Linked DNA regions of Mus musculus: region 2 is linked to region 1. Evidence: chromatin contacts called from public Hi-C data. All regions are on one chromosome and are shown on one strand. Each heading gives the region's core, a stretch centred on a gene start, on an enhancer-like site or on the middle of the called end of the contact. The rest is flanking DNA. Distances are from core to core; before and after follow the strand shown.

The links. Hi-C and Micro-C count contacts between places; a contact is called where the count stands out from the background.
Region 2: a contact with region 1 is called in a Hi-C map of neural progenitor cells, with 1.7 times the contacts expected there. The contact joins two enhancer-like sites. A contact is called at or near these places in 1 of 484 Hi-C or Micro-C datasets (neural progenitor cells), 4 of 115 datasets of contacts at active chromatin or transcription factors (astrocytes, embryonic basal ganglia, embryonic forebrain and 1 more) and 1 of 9 other capture datasets (embryonic stem cells).

What each region holds. Positions count from the first base shown.
Region 1 is chr3:34,835,630-34,840,142 of GRCm38.p6, forward strand. Gm21388 (a long non-coding RNA gene) reads left to right here. Exons shown (of 5, transcript XR_880758.2): 2 at 1,420-1,554; 3 at 2,182-2,292. Among named protein-coding and RNA genes, the nearest start is that of Gm21388, 11 kb to the left of the region's middle. Within about 2 kb of position 2,557, at least 19 of the 459 cell types and tissues checked have an H3K27ac peak or open chromatin away from gene starts, as enhancers often do. A contact at or near this core is called in neural progenitor cells, where this site is marked.
Region 2 is chr3:35,100,548-35,105,147 of GRCm38.p6, forward strand. No RefSeq gene overlaps it. Among named protein-coding and RNA genes, the nearest start is that of Gm35255, 150 kb to the left of the region's middle. Within about 2 kb of position 2,879, at least 25 of the 459 cell types and tissues checked have an H3K27ac peak or open chromatin away from gene starts, as enhancers often do. A contact at or near this core is called in neural progenitor cells, where this site is marked.

The DNA.
Region 1 (4,513 bases), core at 1,307-3,806:
TGGGATTAAAGGCAGGGGGCCTTTCTGTTGATTATCTGCCCTTCTGGGTTATTTATGGACATGTCAGAAACCACAAACTTGTTTGTACTTATACTTCTCAGAAGGATCTGGGTCCTGAGTTTCCCCCTTCCTAACGCAAATAGCGGAAGGCCATGTGTAGCCCCTGGCTTTGTATCTTCTTCAGTCAGTGTCTGACCTTCATAGACACAGGCATGTCTCTTGGCCTCTAGCAGGGCCTGTGTTTTACTGCAGTAGTTTGCTTCTTAAAGGTACATCTCCGCTTCTGTTGCTAGGCTTATTCACACTGGGGAGTTAGGCTAACCGTTGAGAGTTAGCACCCAAACTCTGAAGGATTGTCTGGAATAGTCACGGGCTTTCTCTATCCCTGCACATTCCTGATACACTGCCTGCCTTAGGAATTCCTGGATCTTGGTTCACGTAGCCCCTCTTCATTCCCACAGCGTGTACAGACACTCAAGCTCTTAGACAGGCTACCCATGCCTGGTTTTCCTGCTTCTTTCATTAGGTGGTGAATCCTAATGATGGAGATGGACCTAATTAATTCTCACTCATATGGATAGAACACACAAGAACAGGACATATTTACCTGCTGAACAACCAACAAGACTGTTTGAAGGGCACTGTGTTGGGGTGGCTATGGGATCTCAAGTGATCCTTTGTATTTGGGGTGATGCCGTGAGCAGAGATCAGGCCTATGGAGAGAAGACGTGGCCATTTGAAGGTTTAATGGAACGTGTTGTTGGCCGTGACATATGTGCTGTGCAAGCTTCAGCTCTCCAGGGATATAATTCAGAGTTGTTTGAACACTTGGTTGTTTAAAAGCTGTAGGTTGGGAGACAGGTACATTGTTTTGGAGTCTAAAAGGAAGAAAAGGATTTGGGCAAATGATGTAGGGGTCACCAAGGTGAGAACAGAGGGCTAAAGTATGGATTTCACGGTTTTGTGGCTCATGGTAATGCTGGTAGCGCTGAGCTCAACATATTGGTGCTATAATGGGACTCAGGATTAAATGGCAGAGGAGACTTTCAAGAGGTGTGAGATAGGTAAGTCAAGACAGGAGACATCAAATTTCCTTCCAAGTAACAGGTAGAAAATTGGACCTTGTAGGAAAGTAAAAGGCACAAACCTGTCGTGATAATCAGAAACTGCTGTTGGTCATCACTGGCCTTTCTAGACTGTTCCGTGCATTTTAACTGTGAAGACTAAATGAGCGAGCTCAGTTTTGCCTTTGCATTGCAGGATTTGGCTCCAGCATCTGCCCCAAATTAATTGCCACGGTTGATTTGGCTGATGTAATTGGCGAGACCCTGTCTCCTCACTGCTCCCTGGGTACTTCTCCATATGGAGTTATTTAATTAGACAGAAATAAAACTCCTCATTCATTCATTCATTCAACAGAGATTTATTACTTGTCCATGGTGTAGACTGTGCTCGCTGCTGAGGGGCAGGGCAGGCCTGTGACAGACACAGCACCCTTCACGCTGAAGTGGCCTGATTTACAGAGGGTCTTCACCCCCACCTGCATAGTCACAGGTATTGAACGCCCCCACTCCCACCTTCTACTTCCAGTATTTGTTCAACTAACTTCTTCCTTGGTGATATCTGCCTTGGACATTAACAACCCCTACAGAAATGTATCCCTTCTTGGCTGCTTTTAAATTTTCTTTTAATTCCCAGTCATAACAGTATCAAATATATCTTTAAAATGAAACTCCCTTCTACCTTACATTTTTCAAACAAATAAACAAACAAACAAAGACAAAACAAAACAAAGCAAACACCGCCCCCTCAGCTCGCAAGGTTTATTGGGTCTACGATCTGAACTTCTAAAATCTGCTTCAACACCTGTTGCCGTTGCTTTCCTGAAAATCCCTGCTAACTTAAACATAACGATAGTGTTTGACATTGTTGCTCCCCCCCCCCCCCCCATAGGATCATTTGTTTATTTGCCGAGTTGCCTGAACTAGTACAAAGGGAAAAGCTGAAAAATCTCAGACACAAGGTTTCTGGGAGATAGTGTGGTAGGCTCTGGAGAAGATGCCAAAGGTTGGTTGTGCTGAGACAGGAAGCCTTGCTTTGCCTGCACGCTGCCTACCCAGTACTTGTATGTACGTGAGGCGAGCGAGGGCCTCTATGGCTTATGGATCCATTTCCTTACAGGGCAGAAAAGAAACACATTTTGGCAGAGAAGAGTGGGATAGGAGGAGGTGGCCACGGAGCCTGAAGCAGAAAGACACAGATGCCCAGATAGTGGAACGCCACATGGTGACTGTAAGTAGGCACTTGATCTGTGTTCCTGGAACCCTGTTTCAGGGCTCAGTGAAATTGAGAATTCACAATTATTCGATTAATTTGATGAATGTTCCAAATTAGGAACTCCAGGTCAGGGTTTGTTTCCGACCTAAATTATACAGTGCAGTTGTCTACAGTGATCAAATTAACCAGCTGATTGCCAAATCCCCCTTTCTCTCCATCCCCTGTGGACGCAGCTTAAAGAACTAATAGCTCACTGGACTCTGCCCCAGTCTATTTTGGGATAATTGGTGCCTTTGTGCTCCTATCCCTGCAGCTTGGTATCAAACACTGCTGCTTTGTGCAGAACATGTCAGTTGGCGATTTATTACCCCAAAATGCACTCTTTCTCCTGTGAAAGCTTATCAATCGGGACCTTGGAGGCAATTTCCAGACTCCCCCAGGAAACTCCTATTTTATTGCTATGGAAAATATTTGATTCTTTGTGGAAAATATTTTCTTCCTAAAATGAATCCATTTGAGGTTTGGGATGCTCAGTGACTTTACATTTCCCCCATCGTTACTTCACGGCACATCCATGTTCACTGGAACTCGTCCTAAATGACGAGGATCAATGATCGTCACTTCATAAGGAATAAGGAAAACGAGTCACAGCGAAGCGATGGCCAGGGGACGCTTTACTCTTTACCACAGAAGTCTCTCCTTCCTAAGTCAGTCACTGCTGCTACTGAGGCTCAGAGGTGGTGCAGGCGATTCCTGGAGTCATCTCTTCTGAGACTTTGTGAACCGGTCTTGATGCTGCTTTGAGCTTCTTGGATATGGTCTTTTGTGTATGTGAATGTCTGTGTACAGATTCATACAGGAGTATGTGTGTATCCATGTATCTGTCTGTCTGTGAGCCTGCACACATATAGAGGCTTTTTTTAAAAGCTAGGCTCTCCCGCTGGCCTGGGGTTTACTCTGACTCGCCTGTGAGCCTCAGGGATCCTGTCTCTGCCTCAACAGCTCTGGAATATAAGCATGCACTACTCTGCATAGCTTTTCACATGGGTGAGACTGAACTCATGGCTTTATACTTGGTGAGACCCCATCCTTTGCTCTTGAGCGACACTTTAACAACATTTATCTGCATTAAAAAGAAGCAAGCTGGTTCCTGCTAACTTTATCTCTCCTCGGTCCTCACTCTCCAAGACTCTGATGGCTGAAGACGCTCTTAAAGGCCTTACTTCCTGTTTTAGTTTGTCAGCAGATCACTCTAGCGAGGATGCTGCTTCAGTTTGGCCATGGCTCAAACTCAAGTGCATGCTGATGTTTGAACACCCATGTCCAAATTGCTGTGGTGTGGGAGATTTGTCACGTGCTCGTATGGCTATGTTTTAGAAATGGTAGCATGTGTTCCCTTGCTCTTGGCTTTTAATTTGGTTCATGGTTCAAGTCTCAGGATAACAAGTTGGCCTGGCTGCTTTACTGGTGCAGAGGAGGAGGGCTGGTGTGCCAGCAGGACTCAGGATGCTTAGGGAAGCTCTGCTTCCTGGTCTTGACCCCGACTCTGATAAAGGAAAGCTTAAGGCAGAGGGGCCCAGATTCTCAGGGGTTTGTGTTTTTGTTTTTCTTTGTGGTGTGTCTTGTTTTGTGGCAATGTCTCCCTGTGTGGTTCCAGCTGCCTCTGACTCAAGATGCTCCTGCCTCAGCCTCCCCAACACTGAGCTTAGGACATGGAGTTACTTCACCTGTTTAGTTTTCATTTTCCCTTTTAAATATTTATTTATTTTAGAAACTAAAAAGAGCGTGGGAAGCTAAGATGTTGGTTCTTGCTATCTGATGCACATCTATGGCCTGGGTGTCAGCTATACTCAGGATACAGTTTCCTGTGCCCCAAATCTCAGGAACAAAGGAAAGGACCGAGCCTCCATGAGAGGACTGGGATATTATATTGATCTGGAGGGAGAAACACAGAAGCCTGGAAACAAGGAAGGTGCAGTATGTTTTGAAGTGTTTTGAATGGCTTCTCTTTTAGCTCTCTTTGCTCTTATCTTAAAACAAAACAAAACAAAACAAAACAAAACAAAACAGCTGTAAATAAATTCTTCCACAGACTGCTGCCCAAATGCTTCAAATAACAGTATGAGTGTCCAAAGAGAGTTCATGGACTTTTGGGTGTTTCAATAGTCTGTCATGCCAGGTCCCAAGGAGAAGGTCTGTCACCCAGTCAAAGTGCTCTCTCTCATGAGGAAGTTCT
Region 2 (4,600 bases), core at 1,629-4,128, 270 kb after region 1:
CGTCGGGTGACTGTGGTTTAGACAACGGTGACGGTTAGAAAATCACCGTCCTCCGCATGTGAATGCTACAGAGAGAAGAGCCCTCTTTGCTGGCCAGGAGTGGGCCCGTTCCCTTTGAGGCGCTTCAGTCTGAAAAAAAAAGTATGCAAGAATCTAATGCTAATAACAGTGTTTCCCATTTGATTTTCTGTTTTGTTTTGATTTTCCTCTCTGACAAAAGTTAACGGCAGCGTTTAGTTCATTTCAAAGGCTTCGGTAGATAGCCAACGCATGCTGTTGTGTGTCGCCGGACTCTCCCCTTGTGATTATCTGACTTGGAATTTCGGATACGTTGGTAAGACTGGCTCTTCAGTAACGTCCTGTTTGTATTTTTTTTCCTCAGTGTCTGTAGAGCAACAGGAGGCAGGTGGAGTGTGTCCCCTACTTCTGTCTTTTGGGGACTCTTTCAAGGAGCTATGCAGTATTTCTAGAAACATAGAGACAATGTCTACAACACATGGTACATGAAGCGTGTCTCTCTTACCTAGGGCAGACAGAGCAAAGCCTTGTAGCAGTGCGGTCATCTCTCCTACTTAAGTAATGTCAGCCCTGATGCCAGGTCTAGCATCACTGGACAATAAAGGAGAAAAGAAATAGATGTCAAAGCTTTTCGTATGCCTTCTTTTCCTCACGTAGGGGCCCATTCCCTGGTGAGATAGTTAGCTGTGCTTCTTTCCAGAGAAAGTATTTCCTATCAAGAACCATCACTTAAGCTTTCAAACTAACAAGTCCCTTACATGGCATTTATCCCCTTATCCTTCACCTCGCAAATACGATGTGATGTGGCCTGTCCTGAAGTCCAGCCCGAGTTGAGATAACTATTGGCAGGAATAGAAACATGGGAGATTTGACAGGGACAGTGTGGGGTGAAGTCCTGGGACCTCACTGGCTGGAATGAAAATCGTGCACGTCAGGGACACGCCCTGCCCTGCCTTAAGGAGCAGCCTCCTCTGCTTGTGCAGAGTTAAATCCAACACATGGTTGAGAGCAAGCGGGACCTGTCCACTGCAGGGCAGCTTTGGCTACAGACCACACTCCCGAGGAAAACACTCTCACTTAGTTGTATGAAATGACAGAATTGATTAGAAATTTTTCTAAAGGGAACACTTCCTAAATTTGCCAGTTATACTGCAAATGATTGTTTAACACTTTTAAGAATTAAAAATTCCTACCTGCCTACCTAATACTCACACTGTTCCAAAAGTAGAGGTACTTCCTGCAAGGGTGGGGGGGGGTGGTGGTGGTGGTGGTGGTGGTGGTGGCTCATCTCATTTCATGCCTTGTGAGAGCCACTTTACATTCCAACTTTGGCCTTTTGTTTAGTTTGCTTGGTTTCTGAATCATTCCTTACATTAGGAAAAGGCACAGACAGCAGAGCTGCCTGGTCCAGTTGGTTTCTGTCACTGTCTGGACTCTCTCTGGTTGCTGGTTGGTCAGTCACCATCTGTTTAAGGCTCAGTTTAGTTTTTGGGTTTGGTGATTGGTAGGGAGGGTGCTTCGATAACTGCTGTAGTAGGAGGTGTTCCCTGCTTCCATGGCCACTCCAGGCTTGGTAACAGATATATTGTCCTTCTGGGGCCCTCAGAAAAGAATGAATAATTAGCTGTTGTCATGCGTTTTTGGAGAAGTTCTCAACTACTTGAGAGGCATTGCCTCTCGATCAGACAATACAAACTGCCAGGCCACACGAGTTGGTTTTTCACCCTTGCGGAAGAAACCTGAAGTTCTGCTCAGACTACCCACTGGTGTTTGCCAAGCCCAAGGCAGAGGGACGGATTCCACGTCCTCTATGGACCACAATGCCGGGGAGCCGTATCTGCCTGAGAAGCGCCCGAAACCACGGCTAAAGTGTCCAGAGCTCTGTAAGGCTGGGATGCCTTTTTACAGCCCCTTCTGCTCATGTGATGAACCAATGTAATTTTAAAGAAAAATTTAATCCATATGTTTTTCATTAATCTGTACTAAACTCATCAAAATGGTGTTTTGTAAGAGTGATTTGGTGCCCCAGAAGTCTTCTGAGGCTTCTGTAACAGGCCTTCATAATGCCGGTTCTCTTTGAAGCAGGAATTGTGTTTTGCCAACAGCAAAGAAATTCAAACCCCCAAAGGGTTTGGATCAGTTTGAAACTCCAGGCCAGAGGACTCTGTGGGGTTCTACACTTGGCAAACTGTGCTCTCTCCCTTCTGACTTTGAAATACCTTATTTCCTTCCCACAAGAAATGTTCTATTTATTGTTTGCCTAAATCGTGTGTTCAAAACGATCGTCAGGCTTCTTAATGTATGAAACTTATACACGAATTGAAAAGCAGGCTTCGGGACTAATTCCTTCTCAGGCTCTGTCATTGGGTTGTCCTTGGGGAATTTTCTTTAATTAGTCTGTTTCCTGACTCTGCATTTTCTTGCGACTTGGGCTGACCAAAAGATTTACCACAGAGGGTGAAGAAGCTGGTACCACCCAGAGACCAATGCAGAGCAACCACAGGTTTCGCCCCAGGGTGGCCCAGCAGAGACATATTTTTTGATATCCTATGTTAATGTACTCTTATACTGATGTTGACAACCAAAAATTCAATGCAGATTTCACATAACTCCGTGGCCTGTGCCAGGAGCAATGTAATTCACAATTGTCTGTGTTTGCTAATTTTGTGGTGGTGTTAGTTTGTGCTCCAGTGTTTAAGGGAGGCATGCGTAAGCTCACTGGGGCTTTTTTATACAATGTGTGTGAGAGAGAGAGAGAAGAAGAGAAAGAGTTGAAAATGCAAACAAGACAGTGTATGCCCGCAAGTTAAGCATGAGACAGTTGTGGTCCTTTGTCCTTCCTGCCTCTGGGCTGTGAAGTGGGAGCGCCCCCTGGTGAAACTTTAAAATCACTGAAGATTCAGGATGCGTGACATCCAGATTTCTTCCTAACGTCTATGGGTTTTTTGTTTGTTGCTTTTTTGTTGGTTTTTGTTGTTGTTGTTGTTGTTTTGTTTTATTTTGTGTGAAAAATTAACAATTTGATTAAGTTTAGAATGAAACGTTAAAAAAATTTAAAAATCATTAAGTAAAACGATCTCTTTAGGTAACAGAAATGAATATTTGTTGTCTATACCAAAGTGTGTCTGTTTGTTTGCCACTTTTCCACATCATCCACAGCTGCCATTTCCGGCTCCATCTCTGAGGTCACCCTAAGACTATGGTCGTATGAATGAAACCCATCTAAAAACGTGATTACCTCCCTCTCAACAACACAAACAGCAAAGAAATGTGAGGTAAAGCGACAGTAAGGGCAAAAGCAAGAACTGTCACAGAACAGTCCTCGTGACACCCCACGAACCTCTGCAGAGTGTCTGTGGTGTAAAATCTCACGCATGCTGCAGAAATTACATACTGGGCCCTCTGCAGCTCTCGGCCTGGTGTGAGCCAGGGCATGCCATGGCTTCAACCTCTCAGAGATAGGGGTTGTCATCTGAATCATGGGGTGGGGTGGGGTCAAGGGGCACCTGTTCCCCTTCACAGTTCCAGAGAAGCCTGGGAAAACCTCCTTAGGATGGCCTGTTGCATCTCTGCAACCTCTGTGAAGGGATTTTTCTAATTTCCTGTTTGTGGGGGCCCGGTGTGTGTGTGTGTGTGTGTGTGTGTGTGTGTGTGTAAAAGCAAGTGCTGTTTCAAGATGAAGAAGGAAAGGAGGCCCTTCTTCAGTGCTCGGGGTAAAGGAGTATTGACCAGTAGCAGCTTTTCTTTTCCCATTGCAAAGGGCCACAGTGGAACATGTAGCTCCTGGGATGGGTACATGAAGAGAGGAAGCAGCTCTCCTTGCACAAAGCTCCACACAGCTCAGCCCAGAACTAACCCTCAGGCTGTCCCCTTTGCAGATAGTGTGTCACCCACTTGAACTCCCCCTCAGGCTGTCCCCCCTTGCAGATAGTGTGTCGCCCATTTTTGGTACCAGTTACCCTAACCAGGCCCAAGCCTCTATTGTCCTTTTAATGTTGAAGAAATTATGTTCGTTTTTCCACCAGCGATAAACCCTTCATTTGGACAAATGATCTGGTCTTGTCTTTTAGTAGCGGATAATGTCATCTTAGATGCCTGCCGTTAAAATTCTTTCACTTTTTCTGCATAAAGCCGGCTTTTTGTAGGACATAGCTAAATATTAGTTATCCTCATTTTGAAGTGTACTTAACAAACTTATTCTAAAAATCAACTCATGTAGGTACTTTAAACGTAAGTATTTCAAATCTGGAGATTTTCACACTTTTATATTAAAACAAGAAAAATAAAACCCCCCAAACAAAACACCACAGGTACCTCCTGCATACTTGGTGCCTGCGTTTCCCCCATTCATCTTGTGAGTGTCCAACTTCTTTCTTTTGTTCAGAGTGAGAGACGGTCCCTCCTGTCCTCACTCTGAGGTACTTCACATGGTCCGACATGCGTAATCAATCTTGTACTTAAACCTTTGTGAGGAAGCGGAGCAGATGGATAATGGGAACGAGGTTGCCATTTGGGCTCTGGTGGATTCATGAGCTGCCTCCACAGCCACAGCTCTGCGGACAAAGGTGGGGGGACATAAAAT